7 separate regions of the Mus musculus genome follow, and all the other regions are linked to region 1. A link is a contact called in public promoter capture Hi-C data. All regions are on one chromosome and are shown on one strand. The core of a region is the stretch at or near the end of the contact, and the rest is flanking DNA. Distances in the headings are between cores, read along the strand shown.

The links. Promoter capture Hi-C pulls out the DNA fragments that hold promoters and counts their contacts.
Region 2: a promoter capture Hi-C map of embryonic stem cells shows a contact between it and region 1, with 2.9 times the contacts expected there. The contact joins the promoter of H1f2 here to the promoter of Tdp2 in region 1. A contact is called at or near these places in 6 of 39 promoter capture datasets (cranial neural crest, embryonic stem cells, erythroid cells and 3 more), 2 of 484 Hi-C or Micro-C datasets (B cells and uterus) and 1 of 9 other capture datasets (adipose tissue).
Region 3: a contact with region 1 is called in a promoter capture Hi-C map of hippocampal neurons, with 2.5 times the contacts expected there. The contact joins the promoter of H4c6 here to the promoter of Tdp2 in region 1. A contact is called at or near these places in 8 of 39 promoter capture datasets (cranial neural crest, erythroid cells, frontonasal cranial neural crest and 4 more), 1 of 115 datasets of contacts at active chromatin or transcription factors (pancreatic cancer cells) and 1 of 9 other capture datasets (adipose tissue).
Region 4: a contact with region 1 is called in a promoter capture Hi-C map of liver, with 2.9 times the contacts expected there. The contact joins the promoter of Slc17a2 here to the promoter of Tdp2 in region 1. A contact is called at or near these places in 11 of 39 promoter capture datasets (the C10 cell line, the HPC-7 cell line, HPC-7-derived erythroid cells and 7 more), 1 of 115 datasets of contacts at active chromatin or transcription factors (large pre-B cells) and 1 of 9 other capture datasets (macrophages).
Region 5: a promoter capture Hi-C map of liver shows a contact between it and region 1, with 3 times the contacts expected there. The contact joins the promoter of H4c4 here to the promoter of Tdp2 in region 1. A contact is called at or near these places in 6 of 39 promoter capture datasets (cranial neural crest, hematopoietic stem and progenitor cells, hippocampal neurons and 2 more).
Region 6: a promoter capture Hi-C map of liver shows a contact between it and region 1, with 4 times the contacts expected there. The contact joins the promoter of Zfp322a here to the promoter of Tdp2 in region 1. A contact is called at or near these places in 5 of 39 promoter capture datasets (cranial neural crest, erythroid cells, hematopoietic stem and progenitor cells and 2 more).
Region 7: a contact with region 1 is called in a promoter capture Hi-C map of erythroid cells, with 4 times the contacts expected there. The contact joins the promoter of H1f4 here to the promoter of Tdp2 in region 1. A contact is called at or near these places in 1 of 39 promoter capture datasets (erythroid cells) and 1 of 484 Hi-C or Micro-C datasets (uterus).

What each region holds. Positions count from the first base shown.
Region 1 is chr13:24,830,206-24,832,918 of GRCm38.p6, forward strand. Tdp2 (tyrosyl-DNA phosphodiesterase 2) reads left to right here and starts at 1,454. Exons shown (of 7, transcript NM_019551.2): 1 at 1,454-1,724; 2 at 1,805-1,890. The coding sequence starts at 1,527. Acot13 (acyl-CoA thioesterase 13) reads right to left here and starts at 1,284. Exons shown (of 3, transcript NM_025790.2): 1 at 1,021-1,284. The coding sequence starts at 1,101.
Region 2 is chr13:23,737,479-23,740,330 of GRCm38.p6, forward strand. It overlaps H1f2 (H1.2 linker histone, cluster member), which reads left to right and starts at 1,329. Exons shown (of 1, transcript NM_015786.3): 1 at 1,329-2,053. The coding sequence starts at 1,371. The coding sequence ends at 2,009.
Region 3 is chr13:23,550,096-23,553,218 of GRCm38.p6, forward strand. It overlaps H4c6 (H4 clustered histone 6), which reads right to left and starts at 1,573. Exons shown (of 1, transcript NM_175655.3): 1 at 1,191-1,573. The coding sequence starts at 1,548. The coding sequence ends at 1,237.
Region 4 is chr13:23,805,491-23,808,288 of GRCm38.p6, forward strand. Slc17a2 (solute carrier family 17 (sodium phosphate), member 2) reads left to right here and starts at 1,503. Exons shown (of 12, transcript NM_001377113.1): 1 at 1,503-1,861.
Region 5 is chr13:23,580,205-23,582,904 of GRCm38.p6, forward strand. It overlaps H4c4 (H4 clustered histone 4), which reads left to right and starts at 1,364. Exons shown (of 1, transcript NM_175654.3): 1 at 1,364-1,765. The coding sequence starts at 1,398. The coding sequence ends at 1,709.
Region 6 is chr13:23,367,646-23,370,760 of GRCm38.p6, forward strand. It overlaps Zfp322a (zinc finger protein 322A), which reads right to left and starts at 1,563. Exons shown (of 5, transcript NM_001111107.2): 1 at 1,490-1,563; 2 at 475-560. The region is part of intron 3 of 4930586N03Rik (RIKEN cDNA 4930586N03 gene); the gene reads left to right.
Region 7 is chr13:23,621,014-23,623,978 of GRCm38.p6, forward strand. H1f4 (H1.4 linker histone, cluster member) reads right to left here and starts at 1,545. Exons shown (of 1, transcript NM_015787.4): 1 at 764-1,545. The coding sequence starts at 1,484. The coding sequence ends at 825. It overlaps H2bc6 (H2B clustered histone 6), which reads right to left and starts at 81. Exons shown (of 2, transcript NM_001177653.1): 1 at 1-81.

The DNA of each region.
Region 1 (2,713 bases), core at 204-2,703:
CGACAGGTGCCCACCTGCAACCCTGTCAATGACGGGCTCCCACCTGCAAGCTTGGATTAACTACATCCCAGTCCTCATAAAGTTGTTTTTGGTTGTTTTTAAAGAATTAAAATTTCCTCTTAAATCATTAAAATTCTTTTTAGGTAATATTATCTTTCTAAAAGTCACTGTCAAATGCTGTCCTTAGTTTTGAAATATTTCCTATTGGAAAACATTAAATATATTTACCTAAGGGTTATTTCCTATTTTTTTGACACTTTATGAACATAGTTAAAAAATTCTAAGAGGGGGCGTGTTCAGGAAAAAGATTTCAAATGCCTGTTGTTGACCAAAATTTATATTTCATGCCCAAATTCTTTTTAAATTTCCAAGTATTTTTTCTTAATCAGAAAAATAGACATGCGTGCATTAAAACATTTATTAAAAAGTCTGCAGCAAGTTCTAAGGTTAAGTGTCTTTCTACTCTGACAATACCACGCACTGGACTTCTGCTACGGATATTTATTAAGGATTGCTTCCTATAGAACACAATGTCTATAAAGTCTGGAAAACAGTAGTCTACGTTAGTTCATGTGGAATGGCAGGGTGCAGGCACTGGTCCTGGTTAACTCTGTAGACTCCCAGGCCAGCCTGGACTACAAGGGTTCTCAGCCAACAAACGTTACATAGTTACATAGACCTAGTTACAAAGACCTAGTCTCAAAAGCAAGAAATACAACACACGTACAGGTGGTTCTCGCATTCACTTCCGTACCTCAAACCTCCTTGACTCTTAAGAAACAATTCCTATATACTAGCCCTGCAGGCTCCAGCGTCCCTTAAATGGTACGCTGACATTTTTTCTCCACACACTCCAACAGTTTGCTGGTTAAAAAAAAAACAAAAAACAAAAAACCAAACATGCTTATTTACGTTTCGATGAGAATCCACGCCACGCACTTCCCCTGCGTTTGCGAGGCCACTAAGGTGTTTTACTAGGTTCGTCCCCTTCACCAGATACTTCGCCTACAATAAATATACCTTTTCCAAAACTCTATCAAAACCGGGAACTTTGAACATAACCTTCATTACTTCTCGTAGGTTCTGGGTCATGCTGCTCATCGTGGACGCAAAGCAAGAGTCTGGGCTCTGCGAGAATGAACTCTGGAAGAGACGTTTGTGAGAGGACAAGGGTGTGGAAGGTCAAGTCTGCAAGCCCGGCCGCTGTCGCGTCGTGCTCGGGAGAAAGGATCGCGCGCCCCGGTCGCCCTGGTCCTAGATGATCACGGGTTACCTTCACTCTTTAGCGCCCCAGCGCGCACGCGCAACCTTCAGGCCTCCTCGGCCCCTCCTTCCCCTCCCCTCCCCCTCCCCCTCCCCATCTGCGCCTCGCTGGCCGCGGACGGGGACCAGAGAGGGCGGTCTTCTTGCCGGAAGGTTGACGCGGACGCGCTTGCACGCTGCGCGCCTGCGCAGGTTCCGGCGTTCGCGATCAGTCGCGCGGGAAGCAGCGTGAAGAGCGGGTGTTTTGAGGGGACCCTGCGGCGATGGCGTCTGGCAGCAGTTCCGATGCGGCGGAGCCCGCAGGGCCGGCAGGGCGGGCGGCGTCGGCGCCCGAAGCAGCACAGGCGGAGGAGGACCGGGTGAAGAGGCGGCGGCTTCAGTGCCTGGGCTTTGCGTTGGTGGGGGGATGCGACCCCACGATGGTCCCCAGCGTCCTGCGGGAGAACGACTGGCAGACGCAGGTCAGTTCGCGTCTCTCGCTTCCGCCGCTCTCCCCCGGGAGGCGGGGCGCGCCCTGCAGCCTTGTGCCTTTGCTTTTCAGAAAGCCCTGAGCGCCTACTTCGAGCTGCCAGAGAACGACCAAGGGTGGCCGCGCCAGCCTCCCACGTCCTTCAAGTCCGAGGCCTAGTAAGCGACGGGGGTCGCGGGCTGCTCGCCGAGGGCGGGGAGGGACCGCCTGCTGGGCTTGGGCGTCCGAGGACCGGGACCTGGAAAAGGGCGGCCGGCGCCCCAGAGCTGGAAATCTCAGGGAATGCTTCCGAGGATGCAGGGTCACTTCCCAGCGGGACTTGTCTTTGTTGTTTTGGGACGAGTCTCACTGTGTAGCGCTTGGCTGGCCTGGAACTCGTCGTTATTTGAACCAAGCTGGCCTCGAACTCAGATCAGCTTGCTTCTGCCCTCTCAGTGCTGGCACGTTGAAGGCACATACTAGAACTGGCTTCCAACGTGATTTATTTTATTTTATTTTATCTTATTTCTTAAACCTGAAGATTATTTTATGTATTTTGAGGCAGAACCTCACCCTTTATCCCTGGCTGGCCTGAGCTTGGTGTGTAGACTAGGTTGGCCTCAAACACAGATCTACCTGCCTCAGAATCGAATGGGCTGGATTTAGAGTGCCCACCACCACACTGGGATGGAATTTTTGTTTAATGTTACCGTTATTTGTTCTTTTTCGAGACAGAGGCTTGCAATAATCCTGACCTCCAGCTCTCTTCCAGCCTCCCTTTTGCTAGCATTGCATCTGATTCCAGCACTCCCTACCCGAACTTTTTATTTGAGCCATATATGTCCAGGCTGACTTGGAACTCCTTTGTGGTCAAGGCTTGCCTTCCATTGGCCCAGTACTGGGATTAAAGGTTTGTGAAACCCTGGCTACTGAAATACACTTACTGACCTGAAATATTGGTGATATGTAAACTGAAGATTAGAAAAAAAACAGAGGTAGAGA
Region 2 (2,852 bases), core at 79-2,578, 1.1 Mb before region 1:
CTGATAAAATTAGGGGAACTTCCTTTGCCCCATGTATTAATTATACTAGCAGAGAGTTTATCTTGTATTTTCTCTAACAACAAAACCATGTTGTAGTTATTGAAATATGAAGCTGAAAACCTTAAGCTAACAAAGCAAAGTTGACTAGAATGCAGATTGCCATATTCCGAGGAACTGAGAAGAGATGACATACAGCTGTCCACTATAGATGACATGATAATTTGTACTTATCTTGTCTCTTATCTTATTGGTAAAATTGGTTACATTTTCTATTTCAAATATTTAGCTTGTTCAAATCTATGCCAAAGGTAACCTTTGGAAAGCCAGTAAGTTTACTGACATCTGCATCTCATAGTCTCCAAGTCTAGAAGGTCCTCCTGTACTAAGACAAACTATTTTCTAGATTAGAATTCCCGTGCACTGAAACTTATATCTGTATTGCTGCCAAATAAGCAACTAAATCCTCATCACTTTAAAAACAGATCTTTCAAAGACTCTAATTTGGCATTTGGGGGAGAGGAGGGCTCATATAGACTTTTAGGGTTCCTTTCCCTTCTTATTATCTTTATTCTTCAGAGCTAGACCCCTACCTTGCAAAACTCAGAGGGGAACCAGGAGCTTTAAAAATATAGCCCAAGGTCTCCCTTTATAGAAGTCAATGGGGTGCCCCGCCCCCACCAATGTAAAGCATTTTAAAGTCAGTGTCTTTAAATCAGATATTTAAGTCCTAACCCCCCCCACCACATTATACACCCCCAAGGCCTATGAACCCCCTCTCAATTTACCCCAAGTGTTTTATACTGGAAATCCCAGTCCTAGTCCATAGTTGTGGTGGGTCTGTAATCAGAAGTCACTAAGGACTTGTGTTACTTCCCTTGCGAAGAAACAGAATAATTGTGAAAATTTAGGCGGAAATCGTTTCATTTTTGTCCCTAAATTAAGGGAAGGATGTGCTCTATAATCCCTGAGAAAAAGAACTTTCAAGGGCAAAGGAGCGACCAGGTAATTTAGAAGAAAAACAGAAAGTGGTCTCTATCTACCCCGGACTTCCTTTGGAGTTGGGGGAATTAGGGACTCCTAGGCGCGTTGTCTTTAGGGATGAGGAAAAAATAAACATATATCCTGAAGCCTGAGACTTCTCGGATCCTTTACCGACCAAACTCGAGAGATTTGGTGCAAGATATTTTAATATTTTCTCCTTTTTGTGAAGTGTAACAAACACAAGTTGGGCGCAGCGCGGCTGCTCAGAGCTTGCCAGGCAGGCCGCTGGAGCACCAATCAGCGCGCGCCTGCGCTCTATATATACAGCGCCGGGCCCGCGCTACTCTATCGGCGTACTGCCACTAGTTCCTGACTTCCAGAGACTCATCATGTCTGAGGCTGCTCCTGCTGCCCCCGCTGCCGCGCCCCCTGCGGAGAAGGCGCCTGCCAAAAAGAAGGCCGCCAAGAAGCCCGCCGGGGTGCGCCGTAAGGCGTCCGGACCCCCGGTGTCCGAGCTCATCACCAAGGCTGTGGCCGCCTCCAAGGAGCGCAGCGGCGTGTCCCTGGCTGCGCTCAAGAAGGCGCTGGCGGCCGCGGGGTACGATGTGGAGAAGAACAACAGCCGCATCAAGCTCGGCCTGAAGAGCCTGGTGAGCAAGGGCATCCTGGTGCAAACCAAGGGCACCGGTGCCTCCGGCTCCTTCAAACTCAACAAGAAGGCGGCTTCTGGCGAGGCCAAACCCCAGGCTAAGAAGGCAGGCGCGGCCAAGGCGAAGAAGCCCGCGGGAGCAGCCAAGAAGCCTAAGAAGGCGACTGGTGCTGCCACACCCAAAAAGGCGGCCAAGAAGACCCCGAAGAAGGCGAAGAAGCCCGCGGCGGCGGCTGTGACCAAGAAAGTGGCCAAGAGCCCAAAGAAGGCGAAGGTCACCAAGCCCAAGAAGGTCAAGAGCGCGTCTAAAGCCGTAAAGCCAAAGGCTGCCAAGCCCAAGGTTGCCAAGGCCAAGAAGGTTGCAGCCAAGAAAAAGTAGGCTGCCTCCCCTAACAATCCAAAAGGCTCTTTTCAGAGCCACCACTCCCACTTAAGAGCTGTGACATTTGTGTGATTAATGAAGCAAGGTTGCAAGGGACTCGATCCCGGCAGCACTCGCTCCCCCGGTGGGATGGGTGGGGTTGCGTGTCCCACCTAGACTTGTTTGTGCTGGGCTGCTCAGGAAGTGCTATGGGCTGGAACACCCTCCCACGGCTGTCAGCAGCAGAAAGCAACCCTCGGCGCTAGTTCGTATTGGACTGCAAGGTGATTTGAAAGTTCCGCCCTGCTTGTGGGTTGGCTCACTCCGGCCCAGGACTCTAGTTCTTCGTTTGATTGGGCGCCATCCCGAAGTTTGAGCTTCCTGCCTGGAGAAACGCATCCGGGGCTTGTAGGTGGCTTCTATGCTCAGCCTCTTGTGGGGGTTAGCCTGGAAGTTTGGGAGAAGGTGGGGTGCTGGCGCCAACGAACTGCCTTCCTTAATATTAAAGACATGGGGTAGCTGCCGGAACGACTAGCCTGCACAGTTAAGTTGGACTCGGGACTGAGACGATTGCTTCTCGTACTTTCGGTTTGTTTGCCACAGCGATGGAGTTGTGGGTTGAACTGCGTCACAACCTTTTGTCAGCCATTTTTTTTTCAAGTTTTTTACCATTACCAATTACACTTGCTTTGCCTTATTTTGATCAGCATAGTTGTAGATTAACTTTGTTTTGCCTCAGCTTCCCGAAGCGCTTGCTTTATACGTGTGTGTCGTCACTGAAGATTGACCTTGTATGAATACTGAGGTTTCTTGGTAATGCTTTGTACAATCCAAAATGTTAAATTGGCTATCTGTTGAAAG
Region 3 (3,123 bases), core at 323-2,822, 1.3 Mb before region 1:
TTTTCTCCAAAGCTAAGGCTTTGTTTGTAACTGTTATATGGGTATTCTTGATCAAATAATTAATCAAATCTAATTGTTGCAGATATTTAGAGGAAAGTCAATTTTGTCTTTATAGCTTTTAATTTTATTCATACTAAGTAATTGCTGTGTGTTAGGTTCTATAATTGGCACTGGCAGTACTTGGTTCAGGTAGAAAGGTGAAGGTTGAAAAAGACATTACATTCTTATGAGAACAAACCACACGTGTACAGATGGAAATTTCATTTGGAAGAAAAGATGTGTTGTTCAGTCTAGTTGGGAGTATAATTCATGGTTATGGATGAGGTCATAGAGGCAAGACAGATGTCAGATAAAACACAGGAGTTTGGGTTTTATTTTTTAGATGCAGGATAATCAGTTAAGAAAATTTTATTTTTGTACAAAAGAGATGAAAACTATTTAAAATTGCTTAAAAAACACTGCAGGGGAAAAGATAACTCATCATTAAAATAATTTGAAAAGGACCCAGAAAGCATACAGAAGAATGAGAAAAACAGGATGTGTGCCAGGAAGCATGTAATCTTGATATTGCTAAGTTAGGAATATAGGGTCACTAGTGTGCTTTTGGGCCCATCATTTTGACTGCGGGAGTGGTTGTGATCTCATGTATAGCAGGAGCTGTAAATTTGGAAGTCAACAAGCCATTTAGTAGTCGAATCCTTCTCAATGTGGAAAGCCTGGCTCATAGCAGGGTAACAAGTCTAAGTTGCTAAGTAATAAGGCCACTTAAAAAATATGAACCAGTCTGTTAACTAGTAATGGAGTTTTCCCTCTGGAGCAACGTTGTCAGGAAGAGCTGGCAGCCTTGAGCTTTAGCCCAGAAGTGAAACGTTAGGGTTGTAATCAAGGATACAGGGGAAAGAGCACACAGGTTAAAACAGCTCTTTAGGCCTAAGAATTTTGTTCATCATCTCTTCAAAAGTATCTTTTGCCCTTTGTATTTAGCACCTTCAAGGGAATAAGACTCAGCTTAAGCACTGGGAGAAAGCAGTAGACCTTGTCTGGATTTGATGTGTTATAATTACTACAAACTACTGGGGAAGCACTTTCATTGCCTAGATTTACCTTTTGAAAAGTCTCAGCCGCCATTTTGAACTTTAGGGACAGAACAATTACAAGTCGAGAAATGCAAACAGCTTTTTATGACAAAGTGGGTGGCCCTGAAAAGGGCCTTTGAGAAAGAAGCTCCAGGTGAGCTTAACCGCCGAATCCGTAGAGGGTGCGGCCCTGGCGCTTGAGCGCGTAGACCACGTCCATGGCGGTGACGGTCTTGCGCTTGGCGTGCTCCGTGTAGGTGACGGCGTCGCGGATCACGTTCTCCAGGAACACCTTCAGCACACCGCGGGTTTCCTCGTAGATGAGACCGGAGATGCGCTTCACTCCTCCGCGCCGGGCCAGGCGGCGGATGGCGGGCTTGGTGATGCCCTGGATGTTATCGCGAAGAACCTTACGGTGGCGCTTAGCGCCGCCTTTGCCCAGGCCTTTTCCTCCCTTACCACGACCAGACATGGCTATGGAGCACTGAGTTGAAATTCCTTAAGCGCCCTCTACAGCTGGTATATATATGGCGAATGCGGACCTTTTAGAGGACTGAAAAGGCGCGGGCGGGAAGGTGATTCTGTATCCGCCCCTCTAACTCACTGGCTGAATCCTATTGCTAGGCGGAAGGCACAGCCCCTGTGGCGAGGGGAATATGAGTTTTCCGCTTTTCTCTTGGAGTTCTTAGTCACTAGTTTGTGTCCTTCAGGAGCGTACTTGTAGGTTCTGACAACCGATAGTTTATAATTCTCCCAGCCACTCATCATTTTTAAAAAGGAGGTTGTTATCCATACACTTATCTACAAAACCGGATATAGTACAGTAAGGTTATCTTTTAGGTGGAAGATTTACGAAAATGTAACTTCTAAAATTTTGCAAGCATTATTAAATCTCACTTATGAAGCTCTTTGCATTTCTCAGAGGCTTGCACATAGCTCTGTTTTCAAGTCTACAAAGGGCACTAGTATTGATTGAATATATACTGCTTCCCTTTTTTTTTTTTTTTTTCTCGAGACAGGGTTTCTCTGTGTAGCCCTGGCTGTCCTGGCACTCACTCTGTAGACCAGGCTGGCCTGGAAAGATGGAGACTTGCTCAGAGTTGAAGATCTAATCTTTTTAATAAACGCTATTGTTGCTGGGGAGGACTTTTGTGTTTCATGACCGGTAGCCACCGTTTTCTTTTTAGCCTCTGTAGTACTGGTTTGAGCCCCATCCTTGTGTAGAGAGAGGCCATCTTGAAGATGTGCTTTGGCTATTGCTTGTGTGAGACGTTTCTATGATAATGGTAGAGAAACAAACAAACAAACAAAAAACCCAAAAAAACAAAAAAACAAAAGTAACTACCATGTACTCAGGATGTGCTTATCCCAATTACCCCACAGAACTTTTCTATGCTTCTTTCCAGAAAATCACCAGTCCTCACCCCACTCACTCTGTACATACCAGAATGCCAAAACTAGTGTGAGTACAGTGGGGTTAAATAGCACAGTGGATTCCTCTCCCCCACCCAAGGAACTCAAAGGTCACTTAAGGGAAACTAAGTTCAGGCTGTGAAGTGTGACATGACATCAGCTCAGCATATTCCTTCCTGCTGCCTAGTAAGTACCCCAGTGAAGCAGCCATATCCCAATTGCATTGACCTTGCCCTGAAACTTGTTGAGCACAGTTTCAGTTATCTAGACTGTAGATGGGGATGTATTTGCACATTGGAGAATGGGCTTTTCTAAAAAATCGAGGACTTAGAATACTCCTCAAGTATGCAAGATGCTATTTAGCTTCCACACACAGTTAAAAGGTGTTACAGAGGGGAGAGAGAAGTGGGAGGGGGGTTTTTAAATATTTAAAGGCTCCCATTTTAGAAAATGAACTTAATACATACTCTTTTGTACTTGGATGTGAGTTCCAAGTTGCCAGTATCTTCATGTAATGTCAACAGAAAGGGATATAAAATTGATAGCTCTAATTTTTATAGATATTTTGAGCACATTTGTCTTAAATTTGTCTTCTTCCCCATCTATTATGATTGTTTTCCTGTTACTTATTATT
Region 4 (2,798 bases), core at 253-2,752, 1.0 Mb before region 1:
TAATTATGGGAGCTAGAGAGATGGTGTTGCATGGCAATGTCCTGCCAGATGAACATTCATCTTGAGGGAAGTTCCTTAAGACACAAGATGTTCCAAGAGAGGTAAAACATTACATACTGCAGGGAGCCTTCTTAAACAATTCAAAGGTTTCAGGAAATCCCTGAAATTTATCAGACACATTAGGCCCCATCCAGTCTAAGTATAAATATATAGAGACAAGCTAAGCAGCCTAAAAGAGGCTCAGGGAAGCTTAGGTATCTGTGTAGTACTCTCCAGGTTTCTGAATTCTCTGCGCTGTCACCCATCCTGGGCTTGGCTTTTGGAGTTGCAGCTCTTATAAGCAACCCCTAACCTCTACTCCTTGTAGGTAACCGAAATAAAACTCAGGGGTTTTCCATGTTGTATTTTGATGGTATCCTTACTTTGGCCAATCACGTGTTCCCAATCTGAGTGAACAGCTTTTTGTTCATGTCTCCCCCAGAAAATGTCACACAATAGATGGCTCAGTGGTTTAAAGGGCATTCTGTTCTGGAGTACTGAGGTTAGTTTCCTGAACCTTCTCAAGAGAGGAGTCACAGGTACCTGTAACTCCAGTTCCAGGGTTTGGGGGGCTCCTTAGGTACCCACATGCATGCCATACAATCACACAAACAGACACATAAATAAAAATAAGAAAACTAATATAGTTTGGATTTTTTAAATAATAATAATAAAAAGAAAATGAGTAGGGACCAGTAAGACTGGCTAAGGAGCTGGGCAGTATAGGCTCTTTGGGGGACCATGATGATAGGACTGGGGTCAGAGGCTCAGCTGGTGCTGAAACGCAGAGAAGGCAGGTCTTCACCTTGTTTTAAGAAGGCCAAGAGACTAACTAGAAAGATCTATCACCAGCCACATTCCAAAACCTAAAAGCCACAAAACAAACCCAAGAGTCAGGAGTCAAGCAAAACCACATCAGGAGGACCCAGAGAAAATGGAGGTCGGGAACAGGGGAATTCTCAGTCACAGTTCACATCTGTTCACTGTGGACACCAGAGGACGGAAGGCAGTCTAGCTGATTGACTGGATCCCTCTGCAGGACCATCTCGTTCAGGCATATAGATGTTAGCAGATAGACGTCATTTCATTCGTCCCATCAATCTCTGGGCATTGCGCCCATTTCAACCCTGTTTCTTCATGTAGAAGCCAGTTCTAGCAGGCGGGGTGCTTTGTCTGCAGACGAAGAAAGCTCTAGGAGCAAAGGTGGGGATGACTTCAGAGATTCAGGCTAAGGAGCCCCACTGCTGCTTGCATTCCACACCTCTTTCCACTTTCAGCGAAGTGGCTTGTTGACTGAATGTCTGTGTGCATAGTTCAAAGCAGAAAAACATAGTGACACCGTTGAGATACTCACTAGGTCGGTGAGAACTTGAAAGTGAAGTTAAAAATTAAGCAGCCACGCCAAATGCAGATTCTCTGTCCCAAGAGCACAGGGTCAAACCTGGCGGTGTTTGTTCCCACGTGACTCATTACGTTTCTCTGCAAAGAGAGGAAGATACAGGAACACCTTTTTTCAAGGTAGCTTTCTAGTCTAGAGCTTTAAATACTACTTTAATGGTGATGGTAAGTGTTTTTCTTCTTGTAAATAGGATGTTAATTATGAAGCTATCAGAGATGCCTTCAAGGGAGGAAGTAATGTTAAGAGAACTCAAAAACACACCAACTGCTGTGTGAGGACCTCCATTGGGAATGGTGTCTGGCTCTGGAGAAGAGGCTTTCTTACAAAATAACAATCCAATCAAGACTCTAAGGTTTGCGAGGCCACTGGTGTCAAGGGCCACTGTGGATCGTGGTCACTAGCCGGAGGAGTATCACACTATCGGTGAGTATTGGCTGTGGTATGTAGATGTGTACAACTGGCTTTGGATGAAACACTGAACCAGAACAGACAAGGTTGAGCTTCGTGAATGGGCTTAATGAGTCTTTTCCAGTTTCAATATACTCGATCTTGCCTCTCAAGATGAGGAGACTGGCAGAAGCCAGATTAAGATGAAAATCAAGACAACTGACTATTTCTGGAAGGCTTTCTGCCTTTGTACAGTTAAGAGGAGACCATGGTAGGTGCCTGTAATGACTGGTAGCCATAGAGGACAGGATTTAGTGAGGATGGGTTTCTCTCTTGTCCTAGCGGAATTGCAGAAAGCTACACCTGTGCAATTGGCTTTTTGGCATAACTCTGTCAAGAATTTTCCCCTTGGGGTCTTTAAACATTTTTTTAGACTGTGATTTAACTTATAAATACATTGGTTGAGGGACCTCTCAGTTCCTCAGAAAAGTAGAGAGGTAATGAGTTGCCTAGCACTCAAGGGATATTTTTACCCTCATGTTCTTTTCAGTCTGTGGCGAGATGAGCGCTTTCTCGTCCAAGGCAGAACACACTTTAAAATAGAAGTTTAAAACAGAACATTTTATTAAAATATTTTTATTTGCTCTGTGCCTGCATTTGCTCATGAATCTGAGAAGTTCTAACATGGAGTGAGTGGGGGCATGGTGGCTGTCACTGCTGCTGTTAATGGCAGTGACATTTGACAATGTAGAACTCCTTGGAGGAGCGCACCTCGGACTTCTCCTCATGCAAACAGTCCCATGAAGTAATATTGTCCTCTCTTTTCCTCTGAAACAATTAAGGCGCTAAGAGTTTATGAAACTTGCTATGGTTTGTACAGAGTGGAAATTGAGACTCTGAACTTCTGGCTCCTGATATTTGAACAATATGCAACATTTGCTTTGTTTAAATCAGGAGGCTGGGCTGGCAAAAT
Region 5 (2,700 bases), core at 114-2,613, 1.3 Mb before region 1:
TCCCCCATCCCCATCCACCAACAAAAGCTTATATAGCTCAGCCTATCCTCAAACTCACTATGTTCCTGAGAATTATCTATACCTGACCTTCCTGCTTCAACCATCCTATGCAGTGCTGGAATTACAACAGTGCATTGCCACCAGCCCATTGTAGTCCCCAAGATCAAACCCAGGGTTTTTATATGCATCAAGCACTTCACCCAGTAAATATTCACATGCAGTTTTAATGTTTCTCTATGAATCTCCAGAAACTCAGAGTCTTTGAATTCTGTGGCGCTCTTCTTGAAGAGTGATTCTAAAACATTGCTTTGGGTCATCCACTCATTCACAGAGCAGAAGAAACTGTTCTTTTCCTTTCTAGAAGAGTAATGCAGATGTGGAAAACAATACAGCATGAGTATTTACTGTATTAGCATTTTATGGAAGTATTTGGTTAGATATTAGTGTGTGACTCTTCATTAGTACATGAAACCACCAAATCCTTTGACTAAGAACTGTCAGTGTGAGGTGGGGGTGCATGCATGATATTTTGAGGTACATATAACTATGATGTGCTAAGGATAATAGATTTTCTGTGCAATGTTTATTAACTAAAAAACATACATGCAAGAAATCCTGAGATTCAGTGAAAGCATAGTAAACATAAAGAGCAGCCCCTTTCCCCCATCCCTGTTCCCAGAGCTCCTGATGTCTATGTGTAATTCAAGCAGAAGGCCCACACCTTTGGGATGCATATCCTTTACATCTTCTAATCTTTCAGCGCTACAGTCCTGTAACATTTTGAGGTTTTACTTCCCCCTGGTCAGCCTGAATGCTAAAAAAAAAAAGTTCAGATTCTTAGGCATACGTACCTAAGTCAATAAAAAGTCTCAGAACAGGAAATAGTAAGTGTTCTTAAAATTGTACTTAAAACCTTGGATTCAGTGGTCCTAAACCTTCCTGATGCTGGGACCCTTTACTACAGCACCTCATGTTGTGGTTACCCTCACCCATAAAGTTATTTCACTGCTGCTTAACTGTAATTTTGATACTGTTATGAATTGTAATGTAAATATCTGAAATAATACGGGGGGTGTCCCGATTTATAGGTTCACGAGACTAATAACATTACTTTCTATTTGGTCTGATAAAAGACAAATTTCTTTTTTCACAATACATAAATTGTCACTCTTGAGGGCAATGTGTTGAATTTTCAACTGCTGGCTCTGCTCTTGTCTTAGGACCCGCCTTGTCTCCTCAGCCTTTTCATAGGATAAACGCCAGAAGGGCGGGAATTGACCATGGTTCACGCCCCCTTCCCTTCAGGTTTTCAAACAGGTCCGCATTGGTATTATAAAAGCCAGGAAGGCCGCTTGTTACAGTCACTGGCTAGTGAGCTTCCTTCCTAGTTTGCTAACATGTCTGGACGCGGGAAAGGCGGCAAGGGTCTTGGTAAGGGTGGTGCTAAGCGCCACCGCAAAGTTCTGCGCGACAACATCCAGGGCATCACCAAGCCCGCCATCCGCCGCCTGGCCCGGCGCGGAGGAGTGAAGCGCATCTCCGGCCTCATCTACGAGGAGACCCGTGGTGTGCTGAAGGTGTTCCTGGAGAACGTGATCCGCGACGCCGTCACCTACACGGAGCACGCCAAGCGCAAGACCGTCACCGCCATGGACGTTGTCTACGCGCTCAAGCGCCAGGGTCGCACCCTCTACGGATTCGGCGGCTAAACGTACTCATTTATTTTTCTTCACCCAAAAACCAAAGGCCCTTTTCAGGGCCACTACCTTCTCACTTAAAGGAGCTGCTCTTAGGTGGTTTTCTGGAATGGGGTGGGTGCTGGGACTGGCTCGATACATAGTATCTGTTTAGGCAGGTCCACCTGTCTATCTTCAGTATTGATAGCCTAAAAGCAGGCCTGTTGTCTCATTCTTTAATGCTGACATTCTCAGGAGAGGGCTGAGGGTCAGTCAAGATCCTTTTTTCCAAGTCCCTTAAGGTATAGATGCTATCCTGTCTCAAAACCAAACCCTCTAATCAATCCAGGCCTTGGAAACCTAGGAACACTGAATTATGTTCAAGTTTTCTAACCTGGAGCTTTCTACAATTTCTTCCCCTCCCTCCTTTCATTCTTTCCATGTATTCTGTGTAATAGCCCTGGCCTGGAACTTACTCTATACACCAGGCTCACAGATATCTTCCTACCTCTGCCTCCCACGTACTGGGATTAAAATCGTGGTCCACCACACCCAGCTTTCTCTAACTTCCTAATCTGTAAAATAAGCACCAGAGATTGACGTGTAAATCTTCTATCTATTCCTCAAGGAAAACTTCATATGGTCCAGGACTTCATTAACTTTCGTCAGCATTATCAGTTGTTCCCAAAGAGTCACCAGAGAAGAAACATCAGTGTCTGCTAAGAACTTAAAAAATTTTTTTTATTTGTGTTTATATATTTCTTACCTTTATATACACTTTAGGGACTAAACTCAGGCCACCAGGCACACGGAGCACATGCTTTAGCTGTCCCTCCAGCCCTTCCCTCCAAGAATTAAAAAAAAAAAAAAAAAAGACCCAGACCTTGTAGTCAATAAAAACTTGGGTAAATATCTTCAGTATTTAGCTTCAGACCCTGGGACAAGTTAACATATTTTACATATCAAAGCGGACCTGGTCTCCAGGTTCTCCCAGCTTCCCACAGTCCCTATCTGGCACACCCTG
Region 6 (3,115 bases), core at 313-2,812, 1.5 Mb before region 1:
GTATTTAACGTATTGTCTTAAAAACCATACTTGCTGTACAGCCTCAGACCAGGGGTTGCCTCAATTTTCATTGATTACATGGATTATGGACATTTAATCCTCCCAAGAACACTGTAAAATCAAATATTACCACCATCTTACTGATAGAAAACCTGTTGCTATGACAGTTACCTAATTACACAAGAACTCACAGGCAGTTAAGTAACAGAGCCAGGTTTAAATATCCATCCTAGAGCCTGTCTGAGCATTGGGCACACTGCCTTCTTTGTATGGTAAATCAAAAGAAGGACAATTGTTGCAAATCTGCTGTGTATGCCTGTTAGAAAAATAGGTGTACTGAAAGGTTATCAAAGGGCCACTATGTTAGTCACCAGAAAGACCCTTTTCCTTTTCCCAAGTATGTTTTACCTTCTTTCTTGTCCCATCCCTACTCCAAAATTCACATTTATATAGAAACAGATGTATGCCACTTACCTTAACAAGAACCCAACGATTTATTTTTTTCAGATCCACAAGGTCTCTAATCCAGAAGTACTCATAATATTTAATTCTTCCCTCTCCTAGAGGAAAAAAGCAGCAATGTTGAATGAGCATGACTGCAAAGCTTACATTTTTCCTTTTAACAGTAGGCCATTTAAATAATGTCCCATGCACTCTCCAATCCTGACATCATCCTTCAGCAAAATTTTGCTCATTCTAATGTTTCCGTTCCTCCTTCAAGAAGCCGTTTCTTTCTGACCTGCTCTACACAAAATAACAAGAATTCTTCTAGCTGAGAGATTTTTAAGTTCAGAACAAAGCCCTGGGCCTTGTTTTTCTTGCTGTTAAGACGGGGAGAGTCTCACGTAGCTTAGGCTAGCTTCAAAATCGCTAGGCAGCTTAAACTGGCTTTTAATTCCCTATCCTCCTACCTCTACCTCAAACGCTCAGGTGACTGATAGGCGCATTATTATTTCAACTTCTGAGATCAAGGATTCATTCCTCGTGCACTAAAACCTGTAGGAATACGATTCATGAATGCAATGTTACACAGGACCAAGGCTGCTAAAAATAAATGACTATGGAATGCTTTGAGCAAACAGATTCTGCAGATTCCGGGGAACTCAACTAATCTCCGCCCTTAAGGCTGGGGGAGGGTCCCCCCAGTGCCCATGGTTGTCTAGACATTCAGGAAGGCTCCAGACTGCATTCGAGCCTGGCTCCATTACTACCTCCAGGACAGTCTCACAGGTTTCTCCTCCCAACTTTTCGTTGACAGCGACAAGAAGGGCGCCGCGCCTGGCCCGGACCCCTCTCACGGCCAAGGACCTCGAGGACCCGCTGAACGCTTACTCCGCCGCCCAGGGCGGCACTTCCGGTGACTGGACCCTCAAGCCGGAGCTTCCGGGGCCGAGCACTCGGCGATGGCCGATTCGGTCCCACGGTCTCCTAGGGAAGGAGAGTGGGCCGAGATGCTGAGAGGTCGGCAAGCCAACCGCCGGATACCAACCTGGAGAAGCGGTCCCCGCACACCACAAGGCCAAGACAAACCGCTCTCACCAGCAAGGACAGGGAGGCGTAGCCACGCCCCGAGGCACGTAACTACCCCTCATAGGGCTGCACCGGGATTCCGGGCCAATAAGCACCGGACCTCCCGAAATGGGCGGAACCTGAGCGCGCCTGCGCCCTGGCTCTTTCGCGTCCGACAACTACCTTTTCAGCTCCTGGAATTTGGGACTGCAGCAGCTCCGGTACCCACTGAATTGAAACCGTGCCCTGCGCCCGGTACTGCGGCTCTGAACTTCTGTTTTCTTTCTCCACGGCTGTTCAAATCAAGAGTTAGGAGTAGTGTCTCAAGGATAGATGCAGCGGACTCGGTTTTAAATACCTTGAAAAGCCGGAGAAGTGGAGAATTACAAAGGCTCTTTGGTGCTGTCACTCATGCCAGCAAACTATGAGAAGCTTTGAATAGGCAGCGGCGGCGTGGCCTTATTGCTGGAGAAAGCTGCGGGGAAACCGTGTTGAAAGGATTTCTGTCCTTTCTGATTGCGATTCTAGGCTGAAGACAGATTCAGAAAAAAAAACAAAAAACAAAAAAGAACAGTCAATATTTTCCCTACTTGAAAAAAAAAATGTATGTAGGCTGGCGAGATGGCTTCTGTCGAGAGTGAGGAGCAAAGAGTGCTTCTTGCTAAATAAAACCTCGCGACCTGAATTTGATCTCTGAGACCAATGTCAAAAGCGGAAAGAGAGAACTAACCGTAAAAGTTGTCTTCTGACAGGCATACACAATAATAAGTATATAATACACACACACACACACACACACACACACACACACATATATATATACTATACACATACACACATGTATATAACAAAAACCCTCACATGGGAAGTGAGTACTAGAATTCTCTGGTCTGGAGAAGAACTTGGATTGGCTGTTAAATTCTAGAGTTAGGGTCTGAGGATGGCAATTATGTATTCTGAATTCACTAATTCCTGTTTTCAGAATTTGCAGAATTTCTGCAGCTTATTTTAAATTAAAATTTTAAGACAAAAAATCCCACCAGTGTCATTCAAATATTTAAGTTTTTTTTCTTAGACTTATTTTCTATGTATGGGTGTTTTATCAGCATATATGTGCACGTGGTGTGTGCGCGCGCACTCTAGGAGGATGTCAGATCCCCTGGAACTGGAATAATGCATGGTTTATGAGCTACCATGTGAGTGCTGGCTGGAAAATGAACCAGGGTCATCAGCAAGAGCAAGTGGTCTTAAATGCTGAGCCATCTCTCTAGCCCTAATTTTAATATTTAAATAACTTTTTATTAACTGTTTTTAGTGTAAGATGTACCAAACACAATTCGAATCACACTATAGAATGAGCTGTGTATGGCTATATTAGGAAGAAATGTACACATGTTATTGCAGGAGAGTATGTGTTTATGCCATCCCCTTCAGCTATAAGAGTGTTGAGACAATGGACTCAAAGGATTGGAATTGTGATAGGAGTCTTCTGCTGAGAACAAGGAAAGGACTAGGGCCTTGGCCAGTGGGAGAGTTAGGGCAGGATTTCACACAGTCCTGACTGTGATGAGTGGGGCTACTTATGATTGTAGCTACCAGGACTCCT
Region 7 (2,965 bases), core at 295-2,794, 1.2 Mb before region 1:
CTGTGGGGCAGGCTCGGACTTCGCCAGCTCAGGGATTGTGTAAAATTTAACTCCCTCCCTTGGGCACACTAAACATTTGGTAAAATACCTACTCCGTCACCAGTTAACACCACATTCATTTACATTACGCAGTATTCAAATGAGGTTAATAAGATTTCTTTCAGGATTGGGTTAGTTTTAGTGTTTCGTCACGAACAGGAACGTAAACGACACTTGAAGGTCTACTGTCTCATTGGCTGTCTTGTCACTTCGCTTTCACCAATCGGGACGTACGAATTAAACTGCACAAATCTGCTATAGCTAACCTATTTAAGCACGATCGCTATCAAACATGGGGGAACACAGAAAAAAAAGTACTCTAGTTGGGTTTGTATGCTTGATTTCAGCAGTCAGAACTGAGATGAGATGCGGGTGGGGTTGTCAGGACATCGATCCTGCTCTTTACGCACTGAATCGCTCAATGCTTAAGATTCTATCTCTAAATCATTCTGCTATCTCCCTTAAAAGTTATCGACGTGGCAGCCGGGAGTAAACTACTTCATTCCCATGGTCTCTAAGGGTCACTTGTGGGATATGAACTTACCCACCACCACCACACATACAGGAGATTATGTACAGACCTTCAGATAGCTAAGCTAGAGTTAACACCATTGCGCACACCCACATATCCCCAGCCTCCTCTGCTAAGCTCAGCCCACTAAGGTTTGTTCCCACCCTAACCACACCCCCTGTGAATGTGCAACAGCTCTTTTACTGAGAGTTGTGGGTGGCTCTGAAAAGAGCCTTTGGGTTGTTGGGCTTCTAAGCAGTTGGCCAAAGAAAATTTACTTTTTCTTGGCTGCGGTTTTCTTTGGCTTAGCTGCCTTAGGCTTGGAGGTTTTTGGTTTGGCCGCTTTAGGCTTTACCGTTTTCGCCTTGGCAGGGCTCTTGGGCGCCTTCTTAGCCTTAGTTGCCTTTGCCTTCTTCGGGCTCTTAGCTTTTTTGGCTCCTGCAGCTGCAGCTGGCTTCTTCGCTTTCTTTGGAGTCTTCTTGGTGCTCTTCTTGGCGGTGGCTGTCCCCGCAGCCTTCTTGGGCTTCTTGGCTGCGCCCGCAGGCTTCTTCGCCTTGGCCGCGCCTGCCCTTTTTGCTTTGGGCTTAGCCTCACCGGAAGCCGCCTTCTTGTTGAGTTTGAAGGAGCCGGAGGCGCCGGTGCCCTTGGTCTGCACCAGGGTACCCTTGCTCACCAGGCTCTTCAGGCCGAGCTTGATGCGGCTGTTGTTCTTCTCCACATCGTACCCCGCGGCCGCCAGCGCCTTCTTGAGCGCAGCCAGGGACACGCCGCTGCGCTCCTTGGAGGCGGCCACAGCCTTGGTGATGAGTTCGGACACCGGGGGTCCGGAGGTTTTGCGCTTCGCGCCACCTGCGGCCTTGCGGGCCTTCTTCTTGACGGGTGTCTTCTCGGCGGGGGCCGGTGCGGCGGGCGCAGCAGGCGCGGTCTCGGACATGGCGAAGCGTGTGAGGAGAGAGAACTCGAGCCGGAAGCAGAGGGACTGGCCAGGACTCGGGCCGCGGCGCTGCGCCCGCCCGTTTATATAGGGCGGAGCTGCGCCGTGATTGGTGCGCTGTCCAGCCCGCCTCGCTGGCAGCCGCGGAGTGTCCTCTCAGATGCGGAGTTGTGTTTGTTACACCTCAAAAAAAGCCAAAAATGTCAAAATTCCCTACATCGAATTGCCCGATTTTTAAAAAATAATGTTCCCCGAAGTCTCGGGCTTCATGCACATCTCAAAAAGTGAGCAAAGCATTAAGCCTTCTGCCAAAAACTTGCAATATTTCCTGCGGTGTTCAGCAAATTTCAACTCAGAGAAACAAAACTTTCTATTTTCTTCGTAAATTATAAACTGATCTTGGACTGTACAGTTTTCTGACCCATCAAAGACGATTCTCCAAGTGGTTAGCTTCTTGTGTAGCCCAAAACCTTGCCTTTGGCATTATGATTTTTATTACAAATCTGCACTTAAGTGAAGGAAGTAACACAGGCTCCTCCGAGAGTCCTGCCTATTGAGCAGAGGGCATTTGAGTTCATCAAACTGGTTTAGTTCAATGCTTAACAGATTATTTACCATTTTGAGTTAAATTCTTCTCTCATAGGCCATGAGTCTATATATCTATGGTTTTATTTCTGCCGCTTCTCCTAAGTTTTAAAATAATTTCTTAGTATAATTCTTTTCTTTCTGTTCCCATGGGTTGGGGGCGGGGCTGTTGCTTTTCTATTTCTCTGGACAAACTACTCCTTTGGGTTGAGGTACCTCAAATTCAGAGTACTGGGGTCGGGGGAGAGTACAAAACATACTTATGGTGCAGACATAAAAATGACTAATTTCCAAGAAACATATAAATGCTGTTTTCAACGTCTTTGGAAATGAAGGTGGGATTTACTTTGAGGAATTTCTCTTGGGTCTTGCATAGTTCTTCTGACATGTTTTAGGACTAAATTGTAATGTGGTATATTAAAACTAGATAACTGAGCCATTGATCAAGAGAAACACACATGAGAAATATAGCTCAGAACATCTCTACTGCCTTCGTTACAGAATCCTAGCCCCGTTACTGAACAGCTGTTCTCCATATATGGCTACTCCTTATGGAAACATGGGAATAATGTTTCGTGGATCTCCTCAGGGTAAATGAGGGGTTAAGATTTAATCTTAGAATCATATTTGAGAAGACATTCAAACAGATTCAAAGACATGCCTTGAAGGTGTTAAATGGGTTGTTTTATTTATGTAGCTGTTCAACCAAGGTAACGACTAGGAGATCAATGATAATCCAGTGTCAGTAATTATTTCTGGGATGTTTGGTTGGAATTATATTCAGAAATTACAAGACTCCCACTACAGAGACAAGATACATTGTTATATTATAAAATAGTATATTATACAATAGTATAAGATACAATGTTTACAATAGTGTAAGATACAATGTTATG